Regions from separate parts of the Callithrix jacchus genome. Here regions 1 and 2 are each linked to region 3. The links are chromatin contacts, called in public Hi-C maps. All regions are on one chromosome and are shown on one strand. The core of a region is the stretch at or near the end of the contact, and the rest is flanking DNA. Distances in the headings are between cores, read along the strand shown.

Evidence for each region. Hi-C and Micro-C count contacts between places; a contact is called where the count stands out from the background.
Region 1: a contact with region 3 is called in a Hi-C map of skeletal muscle, with 4 times the contacts expected there. The contact joins two enhancer-like sites. A contact is called at or near these places in 2 of 3 Hi-C or Micro-C datasets (both in skeletal muscle).
Region 2: a Hi-C map of skeletal muscle shows a contact between it and region 3, with 5 times the contacts expected there. The contact joins two enhancer-like sites. A contact is called at or near these places in 2 of 3 Hi-C or Micro-C datasets (both in skeletal muscle).

The regions. Positions count from the first base shown.
Region 1 is chr2:16,828,505-16,831,407 of calJac240_pri, forward strand. The region is part of intron 11 of LOC100405928 (E3 ubiquitin-protein ligase RNF216); the gene reads left to right. Among named protein-coding and RNA genes, the nearest start is that of FSCN1, 98 kb to the right of the region's middle. Within about 2 kb of position 1,562, at least 6 of the 16 cell types and tissues checked have an H3K27ac peak or open chromatin away from gene starts, as enhancers often do. A contact at or near this core is called in skeletal muscle, where this site is marked.
Region 2 is chr2:16,852,857-16,855,695 of calJac240_pri, forward strand. All of the region lies in intron 11 of LOC100405928 (E3 ubiquitin-protein ligase RNF216), which reads left to right. Among named protein-coding and RNA genes, the nearest start is that of FSCN1, 74 kb to the right of the region's middle. Within about 2 kb of position 1,270, at least 2 of the 16 cell types and tissues checked have an H3K27ac peak or open chromatin away from gene starts, as enhancers often do. A contact at or near this core is called in skeletal muscle, where this site is marked.
Region 3 is chr2:17,032,196-17,034,938 of calJac240_pri, forward strand. The region is part of intron 4 of FBXL18 (F-box and leucine rich repeat protein 18); the gene reads left to right. Among named protein-coding and RNA genes, the nearest start is that of FBXL18, 19 kb to the left of the region's middle. Within about 2 kb of position 1,301, at least 9 of the 16 cell types and tissues checked have an H3K27ac peak or open chromatin away from gene starts, as enhancers often do. A contact at or near this core is called in skeletal muscle, where this site is marked.

The sequences.
Region 1 (2,903 bases), core at 312-2,811, 200 kb before region 3:
GGCACTTGCCTGTCATCCCAGCTACTCGGGAGGCTGAGGCAGGAGATCACTTGAACCTGGGAGGCAGAGGTTTCAGTGAGCCAAGATTGTGCCATTGCACTCCAGCCTGGGCAACAAAAGCGAAACTCTGTCTCAAAAAGAAATAGAAATGTAATTATTAAATATGTTTATATCTTTTCAAACTCAAAGCTATTTTTTCTGGTTTCTTGGAAGGCTTATTTTACCACCTAAAAAGGAGTGCCTTGCCTCGGGCTGGAGGTGAGGGTTAGGGTTTTGTGGTGTGTGGAAGGAGCTGGAACTCAGCAGCTCTACCTTTCTCCTCGCTCGCCTTCTGCACAGGCCCTGCTGGTAGCACAAGCTCAGGCACTGCCAGACAGGATGCAGCCAGTTAGAAACCTTGGACCAGAAGTCAGCGCCCTATGGGAATAAGTACGACTTTTAGTAATTAGAATTCAAGACTGCTTCCAACAGCTACCTTTTCCCACAGAGTATGTCTGACTAACAAGGATGGGTTCTGATTCACCCAGCATTGCTATGACCACTTTTTTAAAATGTCTGGTTTGGGTTGCAAAATCAACAAATAAGGTTGTTACTTTCCTAGTGTGTTAAACAGTTCGCTTTTGGTATGTGAGGAACAAATAAAGGCTAAGTGGCAAATCCTTATCTGCTTGGAAGGCAGTGTAGATATAAACAACTAAAGAATTCACATTTGGCTGTCAGCCTCGATTCGTAGTACCCTCTTCCATCTCCCAAGCAAATATTTTTCAAATAGCCATACCAAATCTTTTCCAGGCATAATTTCCAGGCTTATTGGCTGACATTCAATTTTTTTAGCAAAGTTCTGTGTAGGAATGTCAGAAATTGTACCTTTTGAAATCCCTCCTTGAAAACATGGAGATTTGTAGGGATACACAGGCAATTGTAACAATATAAAGTATTCTATCTCTTCCACTAGAGGAGGAAGTCCTGGCTGTCGGCCCTGGGGTCTGTTCTTCATTACTTGTCTTGACTTTAACTGTAAAAGCATTAAGTGGGAAAGTACCAGTTCTGCTGAACAAGCAGGCATTGCCTTCTGTAAGGGAAGTCATTTAAAACATTGAAAATATGTTTGAAAAATATTGGTATAGTTTCCTCTGACCTCAATTTCATACACTAGTAACTCTCCAGTGTCTAGAGTTAGTACTGATGGATTCCCTGCCAAGTGGCCAGAACCATGTGTCCATGCAGATAGAGACAAGGCTTGATTGAGGACACTAAGAAGTTGTGCTTTGCCATACATGTTGCCCCTAAAGAGAAGCTGGGCATTTTAAAGAATAGACTTAAAACTAACACACACATTCTCTCCCCTCCTCTTCTACAGACACCAGCATCGCCTTCCCCACCCCCACCATAGCTCTCTCCATTACTGCTTTTAACCTTGAAACCTCTCTTGTGCACTTACGCATTCATCTGCTCCTGCTCTTATATTATTAATGGGCCTGGAGCAATCCAGCCAGAACAGGAACATTGACATTACTAATTGCTGCTTATAAGCGAGAAGTAAGGAGCAGGGAATAAAGTGGGTCACAAGACAGTGTTCTAGCAGTCAAATGCTGCTGTCGGCCAGAGTAGCGAGGTGTCAGATAGCTTGTCTCCCCTTCAGCACTGGTAGGCCTGGCAGAGTACCCTGTTGGCATGGGCAGAAGTGCTCTTCACATTGATCGCCCCAGACTCACCGTCTACACACACGGTTGGTTAGAAAAATGGGTGCACTTCTGTCAGAACCTAAAGCATGGCAGAACAACCCTGTGAGAACGGAGTTCTTTACACAGCAGTGTGAGTTAGGAAGAGACAATATGCAAGTGGCAGAAAAGGCGCTGCAGGGGTCGTATGGAGGTGGCGCTTCAGCCTCTCAGGACTATGTGCTGGATAAGTCCTGAACCACAGAGTCGGAGTTGACTTATCTGTAAGTAGTCCTCAGCCCCCAAATCGCAATTCATGACAAATGTGTACATTTTACACATGTGCATATGTGTTATTGTCAGGCTTGGTGTGGCAGAGCTGTTCTGGTAGAATGTGTATGTGCACATCTCTGCAGGCTATCAGGTGGCATGAGTGCTAGCGTGGGTTGTTTCGCAGGAGCATCAACAGAGAAGGGCGAGATCCTTACTCTGCCACTCACTAGCACTGGGCACTTCCCACTGCCTTTGTGAACTTTTGTTTGCTCTTCTGTAGAATGGGATGACAATGCCAGTCCTGCTAACTTTGTAGGGTTATGTGGTGCTTGCAGGTGAACAGGGAAAGCACTGCTCATGGGAGCTGCTGAAGGTTCTAGGGGAGGTAAAAGGCAGTACCTCCTCGCCTGGTCTAAGTGGTTTATGGCGCAGGGAGAGGAGAGTTTCATTGTGCCTCAGCAGCTGATACATTCCAGGTCTTTAATACTGCCTGGGAAACCTTAACAAAGCAGTCAATAACCAAAACTGACATAGCTTCTGAAGATTACTAACTATGGCTTTTAGAGGAACAGGAAGTAAAAAGGATCTTTAAAGATACAAGTAAAATATGATATAGGTGAAACCTGCAAACAATGGGAGTTACCTGCCCACTCTGTACTTTTTCTTTTTTTTTTTTTTTTTTGAGACTAAGTCAAGCAGGCTGGAATGCAGTGGCACAATCTCAGCTCACTGCAACCTCCACCTCCCGAGTAGCTGGGAAGCTGGGATTACAGGCACATGCCACCACACCCAGCTAACTTTTTTGCATTTTTAGAGACGAGGTTTGCCACGCTTTCCAGACTGGTCTTGAACTCCTGACCTCAAGTGATCCACCCACCTTGGCCTCCCCCAAGTGCTGGGATTACAGGTGTGAGCCACCGCACCCAGCCTTGTACTATTTCTTAAACTCTGCATATGTAAATTATTTTA
Region 2 (2,839 bases), core at 20-2,519, 180 kb before region 3:
GTTTCCGTCCCTAGGGGGCAGCATTACCACAGAAACCACATATAAAGCTTTGTCCATTCCACTTTGTCATCTAATCCTGGTGACTCAGGGAAAGAACTTTTCTAATCCACAGAAATAAGACTTTAAGATTTCTTTTTTGAACAAAGCCTGCTTCTGTGGATAGAAATGGTAGGTGAAGTGTATATGAAAACCAAAAAAATATGTAAGAACAACATGAAATCTTCCCCCAAAGAAGCCCTTTCCTCAGGACTAGGGGGTGGGGTGGGGGAGGCTTTGTAATATTTTCCAGAGCTCTCACTTGGCCATACCCAGATTTGAATTTCTGCGTTTGGAAATTAAAAGATTCTCCTTCCTTTGAGAGATGATTTACTGTACTTTGAGGACAGAAATCCCCTGCATGGAGAGCTTGGCTTCTTAGAGAGATGTGATATAATTAGATCATTACAAGACACTGTTAAATGAATTCATGGTAGAATTTTGTGTGTCCTGTGGCCAGGCGCAGTGGCTCACACCTATAATCCCAGCGCTTTGGGAGGCCAAGGCGGGCAGATCCCCTGAGGTCAGGAGTTCAAGACCAGCTTGGCCAACATGGTGAAATGCTGTCTCTACTAAAAAATATAAAAATTAGCCGGGTGTGGTGAGGGGTGCCTGTAATCCCAGCTACTCTAGAGACTTGAGCAGAAAATTGCTTGAACCCAGGAGGCGGAGGGAGGTTGCAGAGAGCTGAGATCACGCCATTGCACTCCAGCCTGGGCAACAGGAGTTGCCCAGGCTTCATCTCAAAAAAAGAAAAACGCCTGGCGCGGTGGCTCACACCTGTAATCCCAGCACTTTGGGAGGCAGAGGCGGGTGGATCACAGGTCAAGAGATCGAGACCATCCTGGTCAACATGGTGAAACCCCATCTCTACTAAAAAAAAAAATTAGCTGGGCACAGTGGCGCGTGCCTATAATCCCAGCTACTCAGGAGGCTGAGGAAGGAGAATTGCCTGAACCCAGGAGGCGGAGGTTGCAGTGAGCCGAGATCGCGCCATTGCACTCCAGCCTGGGTAACAAGAGCGAAACTCCGTCTCAAAAAAAAAAAAAAAAGGAAAAAAAGAATTTTGTGTGTCCTTTAAGAACTAGACCCAGGCAGTTTGGGCTGTCCTTTAAGAACTAGACCCAGGCAGTTTGGGCTGTCTTGTTTCTAGGAGTGCAGAGGAGAATGCTGGCCGGTGGGGGAAGCATGTAGCCTACCTTTGTGTGGTAACTGGCCTTCCACACCCCCTGGGAGGGGTTGGGGAGAGCCAGGCTGGGACATAGCCAGACAGACTGTACATTTTTAGTCCTGACCCCTCTAAACTGGAAGTTCTCTCAGGCATACATTTTCAGGGCCTACTGTTTGTGAGCTCCTTTTTAACCTGATTGAAGAGAAATCAACTTCCACATCTTGAAACTATAGGAGAAAATCTATGGAGAACATCTTAATTGAAATACATGCAGTAATTTCTCACACCATCTGCAGGCATTTGGTCATTAGCCACTTGGTGGTAACTGCTGTTTGTAGTTTAACTCATTAAATTGGGAAAAGACATTAGAGAGCAAAGGAAGGAACCACAATAACTCACATCCTTAAGGCTCAAGCTGTAATGAATTAACTGGAAAGGATCGTATATGTTACTAACTTTAGTTTTTCATAAAGTACTTAGCATAATTAAAAATAAGACCTAATAGGGAGGAAATAATGTTCTTTTGGGGAGGAGGTAGATATGCTAAAAGGCTTTACATGCTTTTTTTGCCCATGTAAAGTGCAAAAGAGTCCCAGGAGTTGGGTGAGGCTACTTTTGTAACTCTGTAACTCACTGTATGGTAAAGATGTGCTTTTTTTTTTTTTTTTGAGATGGAGTTTCACTCTTGTTACCCAGGCTGGAGTGCAATGGCGCGATCTCGGCTCACCGCAACCTCGCCTCCTGGGTTCAGGCAATTCTCCTGCCTCAGCCTCCTGAGTAGCGGGGATTACAGGCACGCGCCACCATGCCCAACTGATTTTCTGTATTTTTAGTAGAGACAGGATTTCACCATGTTGACTAGGATGGTCTCAATCATAGAGACAGAATTTCACCATGTTGGCCTGGCTAGTCTTGAACTCCTGACCTCCTGATCCACCCGCCTTGGACTCCCAAAGTACTGGGATTACAGGCATGAGCCACTGTGCCAAGCCTCAAGTGAACTTTTTCTTTAATGGATGAATTGAGCCCTCCATGCCAAACTTGTCCACAGTGACCAGCAGGACATCATCTTTGCCGCAAGAAGCCCTGGCTTCTGGAAGAGATGTGATGTAATTAGATAATTACAAGATGCCATTAAAAGTGCAGTAACAATGCATAAGCTAAGTGCTCTGGGAGCCCAGGGAGCGAGTGCCAGCTTTTCCCGCATCATTTGGGTTTCCTAGAGCCACTGGTATTTGAAAGGAGAACTGGTGAGTAGGTGTTGTCAGAGGAGAAGGGACATTCTTAGGCAGAGCGTTGAGTGGTTGAGGGCATAAGGGGTGGGGGTGGGGGTGGAGGTACTGGCTCAAAGCGAGCTGGTTCTCTGAGCTCTTTCTCCTGTCCCAGCTCCGCCTACTGTCCCACTTGTGTTCCCTCTGCCTGGAACGCTCCTCTACCAGATAGCCTTCAGGTTCAAGCAGAAGTGCCAGCTCCACACAGGCCTTCCCTGACAAACCAGTGTCAGATGATGCCTTTCCTGCCCACACTGCCTGCCCCTTATCTAACTTTAGTTTCCTCTGGAGTATTTATCATCATCCTCAGAGTATACAATTATCTGTTTGTGAGTAGCCTCTAAGAGGACAGGGGCTTTGT
Region 3 (2,743 bases), core at 51-2,550:
TAGAGGTAGGGTCTTGCTATGTTGCCCAGGCTGGTCTTGAATTCCTGGGCTCAAGTGATCCTCTTGCCTGAGCCTCCCAAAGGGCTGGGACCACAGGTGTGAGCCACTGTGCCCAGTCCAGAGGGTCTGTTAAGTAAGGCCTCCTAGTTGAGGGGCCCAAGCCCAGAGTCCAGGCCGATATACAGCCTGGGAGAATTGCGTTGGCATCCTTGGCTTATAGGTGACCTTTAGCTGTGGAACCAGGTGAGCCCACAGACTGGGCTAAGGTGCATGTGACAAGAATTGGCCAGGAAGAGGAAGAAGAATGTGGAAAGGAGACTGAGCAGGGGCTGTTAGCAATCGAGGCACTGGCTGGAGGGAGGGGGTATTCTGGAAGCGAGAGGCAAAGGTGATGGCAGCCGCTGTGGGTGGAGGGTACCTTTGGGCTTATGTGACCCCTGCCAGGTGCTTTTCACGTGCGTACAGGTCTTGATCCCTTCAGTGTTCTCAACAAACCCTCAGTGTCGACACAGTTGTACCCACTTGATGACCTTGGCCGGGTTACGCAGCTGCTTGCCTCCCTGGGTGAGCGGCATTTTGTGGCCCCCGATGGCCTCCAGGCTTTCCTCAGGAGCAGGGCCACGGAGGCAGTGTGGAGAGGCCTGCGGGCCCCAGGATCAGTGGGTTTTGTGGGCCAGCCTGAGCATCCCACCCGCTCATAATGGGATCTCTGTGCACAAACTCAAGCCTGTGCCCAGCAGCCGCTGAGAACCACGTCTGCTCTGAGCCGGGTACTGCCTGTTCAGAACAAACACCGCTTCCCAGACGCTGCCAGCTGGCCCCGTTCCTCTGGATTCTGGCCTTCTGCAGCAAGGGAGCCCAGGGACGCTGCAGTGAAAGGAGCAGGTGGCACTTGCTTGCCCGTGGGCAGGAGCTGTGTGTAGGAAACGGCGCTGGGGCCCCTGGAGGCGGCACGGTGCTCCAAGGCTGCATCCTGGGGCTGCCGGAGTCTCTTTGGTGGCAGAGCTTGGAATCCCAGGCCAGCCGGCTGCTGCCACTGGCAGCCCACACTGCAAGCCCCAGCTTTGTGCCTGTTGGGACTCCTGGTGGGGAGGGTGTGGTGCAGGGAGTCTCTCTGGCTGAGGCTTGGACATACCTCAGTAGTAAGGGGATTACAAATTGGACGGAAAAAGGCTCCTTCTTTCCTCAGACTGACTAAGCCCTGCTTTCTGTGGAGGGAGGGGGGCGCGTGTTACCCTGAGTCACTTGGGCTGGTGTGACCTCAGAACCAGGACAGTGTCTGGGCAGAAGCAGGCCATCCTTTTCAGAGCCAGGCCCTGGCAGCTGCCCCAGGGACACCTCGGAGGCCTGGGTTCTGCTCTCACGGTCTGTGTGGTGGGCAGCTAGCTGGGAGCACACCCCATGAGCCCAGCCCCTTTCATGCCCACAGAGTCACCAGAAGACCCAAGTGCCCCTTCTGGGAGCAGGATGTGGAGGCTGGATCCTCACGAAGAGGTTAGACCTGGCACAGTGGGAGCCTTTTCCTCGTCCCCATCCTCCCTGCAGACGCTGCCGGCCATCCAAATTAGGTCAGCTCTGTCACTGTCCTGGGTGACATGCCCTGGGTGGAGTGCGGTGGGAGCCTGCGAAACTTTAAACGTGCCAGTCCCCCTGCCTGACCAGTCACACCCATGGTCCTGCCGCATCCTGAACACCTGTGACAGGTGACTTCCTCAGGGGCGGAAGAATCTGGAGGTGGCTGTCTAGTGGAAAAAAGGTTTTTTTCATGCTCTGCCGACTTGGTTTTTAACCTGAGGCTCGAGCGATCTGGGGCGGGTAGCACGGACTCGCATCGCCACCTAGTGGCCGCATGACGGCAGCTGTCCTCATCCAGTGCCCCGTTTCCATCCCCTCCTGTGTGGAGCCTCCTGCTTTTGCTTTGGAGAGAAATCCACAGGTGACTTTGCAGCTCAGCAAATGCAGCGCCTGCACAATCTTTCACCCTTCCCGTTCCCACCTTCAGGTCTGCAAAGGGATGCTTACTTTAGGATTTAGGAGGAGGTGGATTTAAAATATATTTTAATGAAAGCACTTTATTGCCATCTTTAAATAAAAACAATTTGAATAGCTTAACAAGACACATTTAGAAAAATAAAGACAATTTGCACGTTTTATTATTTATTTAATTTTTTTGTGTGTGTGAGACAGTCTCGCCCTGTTGCCCAGGCTGGAGTGCAGTGGCATGATCTTGGCTCACTGCAACCTCCGCCTCCTGGGTTCAAGCAGTTCTTGTGCCTCAGCCTCCCAAGTAGTTGGGATTATAGGCAGCCACCACCATGACTAGATAATGTTTGTATTTTTAGTGGAGATGGGGTTTCACCATCGTGGCCAGGCTGGTCTTGAACTCCTATCCAGCCGACTTGGCCTCCCAAAGTGCTGGGATTACAGGTTTGAGCTGCTGTGCTCAGCAGAAAATAATAATTTGGTTTTTAAAAGATAGAGCCGGGTAAACTCTTCAAGGATATGTTTGAACTGCAAAAAATAATAATAATAGAACCGGACCAGGCGCGGTGGCTCACACCTGTAATTTCAACACTTTAGGAGGCTGAGGCAGGCAGATCACGAGGTCAGGAGATTGAGACCATCCTGGCTCACAAGGTGAAATCCCATCTCTACTAAAAATCCAAAAAATTAGCTGGGCGTGTTGGCATGTGCCTGTAGTCCCAGCTACTCTGGAGGCTGAGGCAAAGGAATTGCTTGAACC